Regions from separate parts of the Mus musculus genome. Here all the other regions are linked to region 2. The links are chromatin contacts, called in public ChIA-PET and Hi-C maps. All regions are on one chromosome and are shown on one strand. The core of a region is the stretch at or near the end of the contact, and the rest is flanking DNA. Distances in the headings are between cores, read along the strand shown. Region 1 has its middle 22 kb from the start of Gm10851. Region 2 overlaps Prkcq (protein kinase C, theta). Region 3 has its middle 18 kb from the start of Il2ra.

Region 1 (4,076 bases), core at 1,510-4,009, 320 kb before region 2:
ATAGGCTTCCCACAGTCTAACGTCTGTGTAAGTCCCTCCTGCTGTCTAGGGAAAGGGTGACTATGCACTTTTACAGTAGGTTAGAGGGAAAGTTGGAGGCCCTTGAATTTTCTTTGTATGCCCAAGTATAGTGTGAGTCAAGTACAGACTCACACAAAGCACCTTACTGTTAGTTCCCAGCACTTGTGAAGAAGCTAGAAAAACTTAGGGAGTTTGTTTCCTTTAATTTTATTTGCTTTATTTTCTTTAAATGTCAGACAACTCGAACTCTACAGAAAACGAGACAGTCTTTCTATGTAATCCATGACGTCCAAAAGCTCACCCTGTAGATCAGCCTGACTTTGAACTCATAGAGACCTGCCTGCCTGTGTCTCTCTGCCTCCCAAATTCTGGGATTAAAGGTGTGGGACCACCATGCCCAGTCTACATAGAGAATTTGAGACTATCCTGGGCCATATGAGACCCTATCTCAGATACCAAGAAGCTAGCCCCTTCTTCCCCCCTACCCCCCAAAACAACTGCAGAGTAGACACCAGTGAGAAGAGGCTGAGGAGGAGCAGCTCTGGTCTGGGGAGCACTGTCCCTCTTCCCGTTTCCCCATAACTGTGTGTACAACTCCTGGTGGTGCGCCTTAGGATCTCAGCGAGGAGTCTTCGCTCCAGGGTGTCTCAAGCCTTAGCGGAGATGATCGAGGTACTTGAAGAAGAGCAGACAGGCTTAAGGTTAACCTGCCCTCCCTCTGACCTTGCTTCAGAAACTGTCCTCTCCGACTACTCAGCAACAACCTCTCTCTTTTTTTTTGCAGACACTCTGTCAGGACGATTGTCTTGTTCCCCTTTCCCAAGGAGAATTTTTCAGAGGCTCAGGTGCCCCTGATGCACGTGGACACTGAGATACCAAATCCTTTTAGGTTAGCTGCTCTGCCGCCACGGTGTTGTTAGTGTAGGGCTTTGGACTCTGTAACCTTTCTCTTTAAGGCTGCTTTGACTGACCATCCAGTTGCACTGAGAAAGGAAGGGCTAATCAGTTAGTGGAGGCAAAGGGGAAGTTAGGGAGATACCTCAAAGGAAGTGTGCACTTTGAACCAGAAGAGAGAAAGTGAAGGTCTGACTTGGGCTCAGACAGACTTTAGGGCAAGGCTGCCCTTTCTGTTGAGATCTGAGCCTGCTGGCAGCCAGATGCCATCTGAGATCAGTGGGCACGGAAGCATTAGTAGCAGAAGGCCAAAACCTGACGTTTTTGTCTGAGTTGCACTTTACAATTAATTCAGGAACTCTGCCACCCCAAGGCAGCGTCTTTTGTAGCCCAGGTTGGTCATAAGCTAAGGCTGGCCTAAATCCTGACTCTCCTGTCTCTACCTCCCCAAGTACCACCATGCCCAGCTTTACTGGGAAACTGGTAGTGCTAGGGATAGAGCCCAGGTCCCCAGGCATGTTAAACCAGCATTCCACCACGGAGCACATCTCCAGTTCTCAAGTTTACTCTTAACCTCCTTGAGGCAGGATCTCAGGCTGCTTAACTATCTATAGGCTAGCCAGGCTTTGATCTTGTAATCTTCTGCTTCAGCCCTCCCCCAAAGCGGGCATCATAGGTTCATCTTATTGCAAAAATGTTTTTAAGGCCAGGCATGGTGGCACACGCCTTTAATTCTAGCACTTGGGAGGCAGAGGCAAGTGGATCTCTGCGTTCCAGGCCAGTCTTGCAACATGAATACACACACACACACATGCAAATGTATATATGTATATATATATATTTTTTTCTTCAAGCAGGGTCTCATTATATACCCTTGGGTGGCCTAAAGCTTGTCATGTGTGTGTATGTGTGGTGTGTGTGTGTGTGTGTGTGTGTGTGTGTGTGTATGTATATATGTATATACTGTAATTTTTTTTAAACAGATTTTCTCTACATAGCCCTGTCCAGACTCGCATTGAACTTACGGAAATCTACTGCCTTAGCCTTTCAAGTGTGGGATGAGAGATTTTTGCCACCATGTCTAGCAATTTAAGAAAAGTGTTTATTAAATGTTGTTTATTGCCGGGTGACGGTGGTGCACTTCCAGAACAGCCAGTGCTATGCACAGATAGACCATGTCTGGAAAAAACAAAAAAACAAAAGGAAGAAACAAGGATGTTACTTATTTTTATTTTACGGGTGTTTTGTTTAGAGATACATCTGTGTACTGTGTGCAAGGAGTGCCCAAAGAGACCAACAGAGGGCGTCGGATCCCCCTGGAATTGGAGTAACTGACACGTGGGTTCTGGGAACCAAACCTGGCTCCTCTGAAAGAGCAGCCAGTGTTCTTGTCCACCGAGCTGCCTCTCCAGCTCCTGCAATTTAATTTTTAAAATATTTAAACATTTTAATTTTTATGTCTGTGTATCACATGTGTGCATTGCCTGTGGAGGTCAGTAGAGGGCCTTGGACCCCCTGGGATTGGGGTTGCAGGTAGCTGTTAGCCCCCTTATAGGTAGCTGATGCTCTCCACCAAGGACCCGATTTTCCAGCCTCTTCATTGATTGTTTTGGGAAAGGGTCTCACTCTGTCACCCTGGCTGGCCTGGCACTTGTTTGCTATGAAAACCAGGCTGGCCTCAAACTCACAGAATTCCTCCTGCCTCTGCCTTCCAAGTGCTGGGGTTATGAGTGTATCACTACACCTGGCTTATTATTATTTTAGTTATGCAGCTCTGTGTGGGTTTGTGCATGTGATTAAAGTACACAGGAAAGCCACAAGGGGGTGCCAGATCCCTGGAGCTGGAGTTATAGGCAGCAGTAAAGCAGCTTGATGTGGACACTGGGTATTGAACATGGAGCAGCTGGGCACACTGTGTACTACTGATCCATTTCTTCAGTCCACTGCAGAGCTTTTAAGAAACTTGATGCCCCGGGAATTCTGGTAAATACTTTTGTTTGCTGATTTGGGATGATATTTCCTGACACAACACTTATCCTTAGGCTGTACAGTACACTTTATTTTCTAGTGTATTATATTTCATTGAAAAAGACTCTAGTTTTGCTAGAGTAAATGGACTCCAGGGACACAATGGTTTATACTTCATCATTGTGAAGCTATTCTTCTGTGTTCCAACCTATCTAGAGGTTGGAAGAGTTAGCCCTCTTTGACTGACTCCCTTGCAGCTAAAGTTTGGGGTACGGCTTAGGTACTGTGGAGACTGGAAGGCTTGATCTCCACCTTGTTGTGCTAGGGAAATGTGGTGCAAAGATGTGGTTCTTAATGGCAGGAAGTTAAGTCACAGAGGGCACACCCTTGAAGAGGATACAGCTTCTTCTACCTCCTGTCTTTGCTTTCTGACCACTATGAGGTGAGCCAGAAGGCTTTGTACTGTGCCCTCACTTAAAAAAAATCAACTGAAGCAACTACTTATAATGTGAAAGGAAAATAAACCCTTTTCCTTGTGAATATATAATAAGAGGGGGCAACAGGTGTGGGTATAGGGGCATGGGTTACAGAAAAGGCTTAGTGGTTAAGAGCAGTTGTTGCTCTTCCAGAAGAATGCAGACAGGAGTTCCATTCCCTGCATCCATTTCAGGCAGCTTACAACTACCTGTAACTCTAGCTCTGAGAGGTCCAACAACATCCTCTGGCCTCCATACTCATGTGTCATGCGCATACACATACACACACACACACACCCATATACATAATTTTAAAAATGAATGTATAATGCACTTATAAGTTGATTGATCCATGCATTTTTGTCACAGAGATGGAAAGTTGACTGACATATTGAATATCTAGTAAACCAGGTCTGAAGATACAACAAGGACATACAGCAGACAGAACATAGCTGTGGAGCTGGCATCATGACAGCTACAGTGAAGACAAAACCCACAGAGAACAGATAAGAAGACCGGGTGTGTTGGGGAATGTCTTTAATCCCAGCACTGCAGAGGCAGAGAGACAGAGGCAAAGGCAGAGGCAGAGAGAGAGAGAAGCAGGGAGGCACAGAGGCAGAGAGGCAGAGAGACAGAGGCAGAGGCAGAGGCAGAGAGACAGAGGCAGAGGCAGAGAGGCAGAGGCAGAGGCAGAGGCAGAGGCAGAGGCAGAGGCAG
Region 2 (3,870 bases), core at 1,307-3,806:
TGTTTCTTGCTGTGATAATAATGGACTGAACCCCCAAACCAGCAAGCCAACCCCAATTAAATGTTGTTCTTTATAAGAGTTGCCTTGGTCATGGTGTCTCTTCATGCCAATGGAAAAATCTAACTAAGACACCTAGATTGTGGCATTACTTTGAAGGCCATAGAGTCTTGTGAAGGTAGGGCCCTGATGACAGAGGTAGGTCACTGGGATGGCCTTCAAAGTTACATGCTTTTCTGGTTCTGACCTGTGTTCTTTGCTTATTGATATAGCAAGTTGTGAACAACCCCACCACGTAGTCCTACTTGCATAGAGCCCCAAAAGCGTCATTATGATTAAATTGGCTGAGTGCCTAAGAAATTACTGTGACTCTTCATTGAGTTAAATCAATAGTTCTTAGCTGGACAGTGGTGGTACATGCCTTTAATCCCAGTACTTTGGAGGCAAAGGCAGAGAGGCAGAGGCAGAGGCAGAGGCAGAGGCAGAGGCAGAGGCAGAGGCAGAGGCAGAGGCAGAGGCAGAGGCAGAGGCAGAGGCATGCCAACTGGTCTACAAAGCAAGTTCCAGGACATCCAGAGTTACACAGAAAGAAAGAACAAAAATAAATCAAAACAAAAGAATATATATATAATACACACACACACACACATATATATATATAGCATTATTTCGTTTCTGGGAGACATAATATATTTAGCAGCCTGAGGATTTGTGCAGTTACATGTCTCCTTTGGGTCCCATGAAGATCACAACTGTGCTTACCCATCTTCCCTGCTCTCTGACTTATCCTTCTTTGCACAACAAATGACCCTGAGACTTAAATACCAGCCATTTATTTTTGCTTGCAATTAATTGCAATCAAATAGAATTGTGCTCAGTTGGACAGCTCAGATCTTATGTCACATGAGCCAGCACAGTGGGGACAGCTAGGACAGCCCAGCTTCTCTCTCCATGAGGTCCCTCATCCTCCCGGAAGTGTCTTGGGCTTGTCAGTATGGCAGTTGCTCTAGAAGAGGATGAGAGGGAAGGACACTGCTGGGCCTTTCAAGGCTAGGCACTGAACTCAGACAACGTACTTCAGCCTCATATATAACTGGTCAAAGATTTCGGGGCAGCTTTGACTTCAGGGGCGGGTGATAGGCTCTCTTGACTAGAAGACCGTTAAAGAATCTGTGGTTTGTTTTAATACCTTACCATGCCTATCTTCTCAAGCGCTGAGCATTAAGTACTGGAAACATTATTATTTTGTAGACAGGCCAAACATTGTCAATTAAACTAGAATCCAATGCTTAGCGCCAGACTTTTACTTTACGCTTATGCAAAGGTCCTTTTTTGGTATGTGTTCATCAGGTGTATGTTTTTGTGTAGGGTGGTGTATATGTGTGGTTTCTGAGCATGTATGTATGTGGGTGCATCTGATTGTGGGCCTGTTCAGAGACCAGAGGATGTGCAGTGCCTTATTCTAATCCCCTCTTCCTCTTTTTCTTTAGACAGGGTATCTAACTAAACCCAGAGCCTCATGGGCAGTCTGTGGAATGGCAGGCATGGAGATGTTACCTTTTACAGGAGGAGATGTAATCTAAGGTTCTGTTGCTTGTGTCAAGTTAACTCTGAAAAGATAAGCTCTATGATGCTATTGTCTTTGCAGCCCCAGCACTATCTCTGAGATGCTGTGGCTTTGCAGTCTTCTGAGGGACAAGCTGGTGCTTGGTGAAGAAAACTGTACCACCTGGTACAGGGGAGCAAACTTAGGGCCTGGGCCCGAGTCAAAGGACACCTCGATGAGAAGCTGAGGCTGAAGTCCCTGGGTACAGGGTCTTCCCTGTCATCTAACCTTTATTGGGAATATACACATAGGCATAGGGACTGTGGGAGGAGCAAAGAGATGAAGGTGCTCATAGGTTTGCAAGTGAGACCATCTCAGAACAAAGTCAACTCCATCGTATCCCATTTCTATATCTTAAGCAAATGTCTGAAACTCTGTGACTAAATTCTTCTATGTGCAAATCGAGGCATAAAGTAGACATACTTCCTAGGAGTCTCTGAGGGGTTGGATCTGTCCATGTTCTGAAGATTCAAAGAGTTAACCCACAGAAAATGCTTTTGAATGGCCAGTGGAGAAGTAAGCTATGGTTTTCCCAGATACCCTTCGAAGATTTTCCCATATAGCCTTTGAAGTGCTTCCTGATGAAAATATAACAACTCACACTACGGATCAATCCATATGCCTAGAATAAGCCTTAATTACTGGCCAAGTTGATGAGCTGACTCAAATATTTATTCAATAAACACTAGCTAAACCATCAAATGGGTTGTAAGGTGTTTTACTGGATACATGGATGTGATTGGGAGTTAGTTCCAGATAAGCTATGAGAACTCAATTTGGGGTTAGCCTCTCCTCCTAGAGGGGATTGGGAAAGGAGACGGTGAGCTTCTTCGCTTTCTTGCCCTCTTATCCTACAAGGAGTGCTGTGATGGTGTCAGGGACAGGATGAGAAACAGAACTGTCACTGCAGGGGACACCAATGGCAACACACTTCTGTGTTTACTGCTGCATTAACACCACACCCCACTTCCTCCTAAGGGTGTGTGACACTTTTCAGAGAAAATACAACGTTCACTGGTATCACCACAATGAGCGGAAATAGCTGTCCCCAGATGAACTGATAGTTTATGCAAAATAGTGTTAGGTGGAGTCCTCCATGTGCTAGTGTGGATGGACAATGCTGATGCGGGCCATTTCTGTCACATAAAGGATGCTGCAGGCAGAAGGGAAATAAATGTGAGCAGATATGTGTGTGTGTGCCTGAGTCTGTGTGAATTGCCTGTGTCTTGTTCTTACACTGAAGCATTCTCACTTATAAATGAGCAGGTTGTAAAAATTTAGTCAAAGTTTGAAGCTTCAACTCCATGAAAACTATAAAATTAGGCAACACTTTCATTTCTGGGCCAGCCTGCTGACTTGCCCATTTAGAAGGAGGTCAAAATAAATGTATTCTATAAAACCCATTACTTTCTGCTACTGCTCCAATGTACAGGCCGCTCGATTTGTTTTTCCTCTGACATTCCATTAACTGTGGGTTGACTAATCAGTTAATTGAGGCCTAATTCCTTTTTAAACATTTAAAAATGGTATTTTCATTTTTCTATCTGTGTGTATGAGCATTTGTGCATGGGGAGAGGGTGTGAGGAAGCACATGTTTCACAGCATGCAGATAACATGTTCCACAGCATGCATGCAGATAACATGTTCCACAGCATGCATGCAGATAACATGTTCCTCAGCATGCATGCAGATAACATGTTCCACAGCATGCATGAAGATAACTTATAGGAGCTGGATTTCTTCTTTTACCATGTGGATCCTGGGATCAAAATCAGTTATAACATATAAAATACAAATTAGTTTGAATGAAAGGATTAGTTTGGCTGTATTTTTGGCCACAACAGGAGCAGGTACTACATATCTGAAGGATGGAGGCAGAAGCTTAGTAATACCTAAAACGTGTCCTGGGGATCTTCCAATAGCAGCATCACCTGAGAAGTCTCTAGCACCCTGGACCTGCTATGTTAAAACTATAGCACTCAGCAAGCTAGGCTTCAGCAAGTACTCCAGGTTCCTGCGATGCCCACTCTAGATACAGAATCTGCACTTGAGCGAACCACACAAGGCGAGGCCTGCATTGTCTTACTCCCTTATTCTGCACAGTATCTTGCCCAGTGCTTGCGTCTTAGGAGGTTCTAAATCTGTCCTCCTCAACCAGGTTGCTGTTACTCCAAGTGAACACGTGCTCAAGACTAGAGACACTAGAGCTGATGTAAACAGAGGGGTCAGATGCTATTGCCTGAAGGTTAAAGCCAGGGTTATTACGA
Region 3 (4,298 bases), core at 1,360-3,859, 410 kb before region 2:
TGTGGATCTCTGAGTTCAAGGCCAGCCTGGTCTATAGAGCAAGTTCCAGAACAGCCAGGGCTACACAGAGAAACCCTGTCTCAGAGGGGAAAAGGGTGTATTTTTCAGAGCAGATTTTGGTGAACAGCAAATTTGAGCAGATGGTACAGATTTCATATCTATCAGATAGATAGATAGATACATACATACATACATACATACATACATACATAGACATAGACCTGTCCATCATATATATCACATTCACAGATGGGACATCTTCTGCAATTGATGACCCCACATTATCTCGTCCTTATGTTTGTGTTTGATCTCCTTGCCGTTGAAACCATTGACAAGCAAGGTACATGGCAAAGACTGAGTTTTGCTCTATGTTATTGAGTATACCAGGGCATAAAATGTGTCACATGCTAGGTTTTTTTCAGTTGTGGGTAATTCTTAGAATTTTCTGGGTAACCGTAGTTTCTTTTTACGCTAAGCTCTATACATGGAGTTTCAGACTCAGTCTACATGACCCAGGGCTGAGGCGTCATCAAGTTCTCAAGTACTTGTAGATAATTTTAAAATGTAGTCTCCATTGAATGTATGACTTAAGTCTTACTTAGCAATTGATATTCAAGATGAAGAAATGAGAATAGAGAAATGGCTAAGTTGGTAAAGTTCTCGATGTGCAGGCATGAGGACCTGAGTTGTGTCACCAGAACTCATGTGACCAGCGAACCTAACCTCTTTAGTGAGCATCAGGTCAGAGACCCTGTATTAAAAATCAAGGTGGATGACACATCCCAGAGGATGGTACCTGAGACTGTCTTTTAGCCTCCACAGGAATGTACACACACAAACACACACACACCACAATGTGAGAGTAGCAAACATGGTTTGACTTTTAGAACATCAAGTTGGAGCTACTAATTAAACCTTCTCAAAGACAAGGCATGTTAAATTATGTTGTTCTATTTTACAAAAAAAACACTTTGAGGAGAGCAGATTTATGGGAAGATATAGGAGTTTTTCACAAGACCCAGGGAGCTCATTAGGTATGGTAGCTTGAATGAGTTAAAGGGAAAGAAGTAGAGACGTTTAATGAATAAACATTACAAGGCTCTGCCTATAGCTCCCAGTCTTACTCATTCCTTTTCTCAGTAAGTATGTGATTATCCATAAACAGCCAATGAATCTGAATTTCCCCAAGCCAGAGCCCCATTCCTGTTGCTTTCTGGCGCAGTCAAAAGGGTCATCATACCATCCTGAATATGCCCAGTCTTATCTCAAGAAGCAGACAGCAGTGCCAAAAGCCTTGGTCAACCAGATGGTTGTAGTTGCAGGAAAGTGTGTGTGTTGGGAAGGGGAGATAGACAATTCTAACGACAGTGACTGTGGGCTGAGTAGGTACATAAAGGAAAACAAACTTAACTATAAAATATAAAAGTCTGTGGCTAGAGAATTGGCTCAGTGGTTAAAAGCACTAACCTCTCTCCTAGACGACCCAGGTTTTAATTCCCAGCACCCAAATAGATGCTCACAATCATCTGTAACTCTAATCCCAGAGGATCAAAGCCCTCTTCTGACCTCCATGGGAACTGTACACACATGGTGCACAGATTTACATGCAAGCAAAACACTGATACACACTAAAAATAATAAAATAAAATTTAAAGATATTAATGTAAAATTCAGAATGGATTTAAAGAAAACCATGCATGTTGCTGTATGCCCATAATCCTAGCATCTAGGAGTCAGAGGCAGGAGGACCATAGCAACTTTGAAGCTAGCTTGGTCTACAGAGTAAACACCAGGCTAACCAGAGTTCCTTAGGGAGCCCTTCCTCTCCCAATGACACAGGAAAGAATTAGAATAGTGGCTGCCCTTCCCCAGCTTGTGTTGTGGTAGGGTCATGACAGGAAGCCCAAGCTGGTATTGAACTTAAGATCCCTCTTGCCTCAGCCTCTCTAATTCCAGAATTACAAGCATGGGCCTATTCCCAAGCTGGGTATGGAAATGCTTGGCAAGTTCTTCCACTGAGCCATGTCCACAGCCCTCAACAACTCCTAGTTCTAGATTTAATAAATCGTTTGTAGCAACTTTATAATCTCAATTCTTTAAGCACAATTCTTTAAAGCCATGTTCCTACCAATCCATTATTTCAAGCAAGAAATATAAATCTAGGTATAGACAACATCTGTGTATTGCATCCTAGCTACTAGGAGTACTGAATAGAAGTTGTCATCTTCTTGACCCTCTTTCTAGTCTTCTTCCAAGAAGAAGAAGTTGATGGGCTAAGTCTAGTGAGCATTGGCCAATATTTTTGCTCCCAAGAGAATGAATGTACAAAGGGTGGTGTAAGCTCTCTGCTCTGAAGCAGGTCAAGACAAGCCTCTTCCTCCATAGAGTAGCTGAACAAGAGTCTCTTCCCTACCCCAACTCCCCACATGTAAGTCCCAAGCCTCTAGTCATTTATGCCTCAGATCCATCATGTATTCCAATCTAGATTTACCACAGTGTGGATACTTTAATCTTCATGTTCCATTTATTTCCCCAAAGCTTCAGTAGTCAGAAAGGAGTGAGGTGAAATGAATGAGCGCCCTGGTTTCTTCCATTTTCTGTTGCTATAACAACAGCAACAACAAACCCTGAGATAGTGATTACGTCATGAGTCATGGTGCATCCTTGTTATTCCAGCACTTAGGAGGCATAGGCAGAAGGCTATCCTATGCTACATGAGGCCCTGTCTCCACAGCCTCCTCTCCATCACCCCAAAATGAAAGTTTTTCCCTAAGTCTTTCTAGATTTAGGAGACTGGGAATTTCCAAACATGGCATCAGAGTGTTTTAAGCTTCTCACGAAGACTTCATATTGCTTCAACCCATGGAAGAAAAAGGAAAGGCAAGCAGATATTTTTGGAGCTGACAGAAAGAGAGGGGCAGCCGGGCGTGGTGGCACACGCCTTTAATCCCAGCACTCGGGAGGCAGGGGCAGGTGGATTTCTGAGTTCGAGGCCAGCCTGGTCTACAAAGTGAGTTCCAGGACAGCCAGGGCTATACAGAAAAACCCTGTCTCAAAAAAAAAAAAAAAATGAGAGAGAGGAGGGGGGGCAGCCTGCTTCATGACAAGCTGTTCCCATGAGAATGGCATTAGTCACAGCTAACGGTCTAACCGCCTCATGAAGGCTCCCATCTCCCAGCAGCAGCACCACCACAGTGACAACCGAATTTCGACTTGAGATTTGGAGGGGACAGACCACATTAAAGGACAGCCGAGTGAAGTTCCAGTTCTGTGGGTATAGTAGAAATGATCTCACACTGAACAAGGCAGTAGGGCCTACAGCTGCTTGCCCCCTTAACCCCGGGCGATTCTATGGGGGCTGCTCAATTCCAAGACCTTCTTTCCTTCTCGATGGTGCAGAGCCAAGCCACCTCGTGGTCTCCAACAGCCCCCATGTGAATGTGAAGAAGAAGTTTCAGACTTCCTTTCTTTTCTGGAACAATGTTCATATCTAGCGGAGCAAAATGTCCTCTTTGGAGCACAGAAAACCAGCACTCCAAGAGAGACAAATATTAAATTCTAATCTTCAACTTTTCTTTGTAATAGAAGTGACCTTTGTTTTTGTTCAAGGAAAATCTCTAAATAGAAAGGAAATGAGAGGTAGGAAGCAAAGAGGAAAGAAAATATCTGTTAAGGGGAAAAGTCGAGAAATTCACCTGAAGGCTTCTCTGAAGGTCACACTAACAGATGTTTTGATAAAGCCATCCTCTCTGGTGCACTGTCCTACCTTCACTGGCAAGTTAGAGTGAGAGAAACCAAAACAACACCTTTCCCTTTGTCCTGAGGACATGACTTTGCAAGACCTCAATTTATCTGGTCTCTGGGCTCTTCATCCTGATGCTTAGCTCACACTACGGAACAGTCTGGTTTAATAAAGCATTTTAAAGCCCATGATGGGAGAAGTTACAGACCCTAGTATGGACGCTACTGCCCCTCCTCTAAGTGGATATCAAGCTGACTTCTAAATATTATGTTTACATTTATATTTGCTCAGAGGAGAGTCATTTTTCTGTAGTGGGCAATGCTAACTTCAGAGACTCAGTCTGTCAAAACCCTGGGAATATGTGATGGTTGAGTGCCCGGCCAACAATGGAATAGCTATGTCACTCCCTCTGAAGCACAGGAAAATCCAAGAAGACAGGGCAGGAAAAATGTGAGAGTTGGAAGAAGTGGTGGGGTGTCGTGGAATTCTGCCTTGTGGGCATGTCCTGGCTGTTATAGCCATGAACTCATAGCAACTGTGTTTTCCTATGAAAGAC

Evidence for each region. Hi-C and Micro-C count contacts between places; a contact is called where the count stands out from the background. ChIA-PET counts read pairs in DNA pulled down with a chosen protein or histone mark.
Region 1: a contact with region 2 is called in an RNA polymerase II ChIA-PET map of memory CD8 T cells, with 509 read pairs. The contact joins two enhancer-like sites. A contact is called at or near these places in 2 of 484 Hi-C or Micro-C datasets (group 2 innate lymphoid cells and regulatory T cells), 4 of 115 datasets of contacts at active chromatin or transcription factors (double positive thymocytes, effector CD8 T cells, memory CD8 T cells and 1 more) and 1 of 9 other capture datasets (liver).
Region 3: a contact with region 2 is called in a Hi-C map of Th1 cells, with 2.6 times the contacts expected there. The contact joins two enhancer-like sites. A contact is called at or near these places in 1 of 484 Hi-C or Micro-C datasets (Th1 cells), 1 of 115 datasets of contacts at active chromatin or transcription factors (regulatory T cells) and 1 of 9 other capture datasets (adipose tissue).

Annotation. Positions count from the first base shown.
Region 1 is chr2:11,541,509-11,545,584 of GRCm38.p6, reverse strand. It overlaps a transcript of Pfkfb3 not described here. Among named protein-coding and RNA genes, the nearest start is that of Gm10851, 22 kb to the right of the region's middle. Within about 2 kb of position 2,759, at least 29 of the 459 cell types and tissues checked have an H3K27ac peak or open chromatin away from gene starts, as enhancers often do. A contact at or near this core is called in effector CD8 T cells, memory CD8 T cells and regulatory T cells, where this site is marked.
Region 2 is chr2:11,217,052-11,220,921 of GRCm38.p6, reverse strand. The region is part of intron 1 of Prkcq (protein kinase C, theta); the gene reads right to left. Among named protein-coding and RNA genes, the nearest start is that of Prkcq, 47 kb to the right of the region's middle. Within about 2 kb of position 2,556, at least 47 of the 459 cell types and tissues checked have an H3K27ac peak or open chromatin away from gene starts, as enhancers often do. A contact at or near this core is called in Th1 cells, effector CD8 T cells, memory CD8 T cells and 1 more, where this site is marked.
Region 3 is chr2:11,622,237-11,626,534 of GRCm38.p6, reverse strand. No RefSeq gene overlaps it. Among named protein-coding and RNA genes, the nearest start is that of Il2ra, 18 kb to the left of the region's middle. Within about 2 kb of position 2,609, at least 35 of the 459 cell types and tissues checked have an H3K27ac peak or open chromatin away from gene starts, as enhancers often do. A contact at or near this core is called in Th1 cells and regulatory T cells, where this site is marked.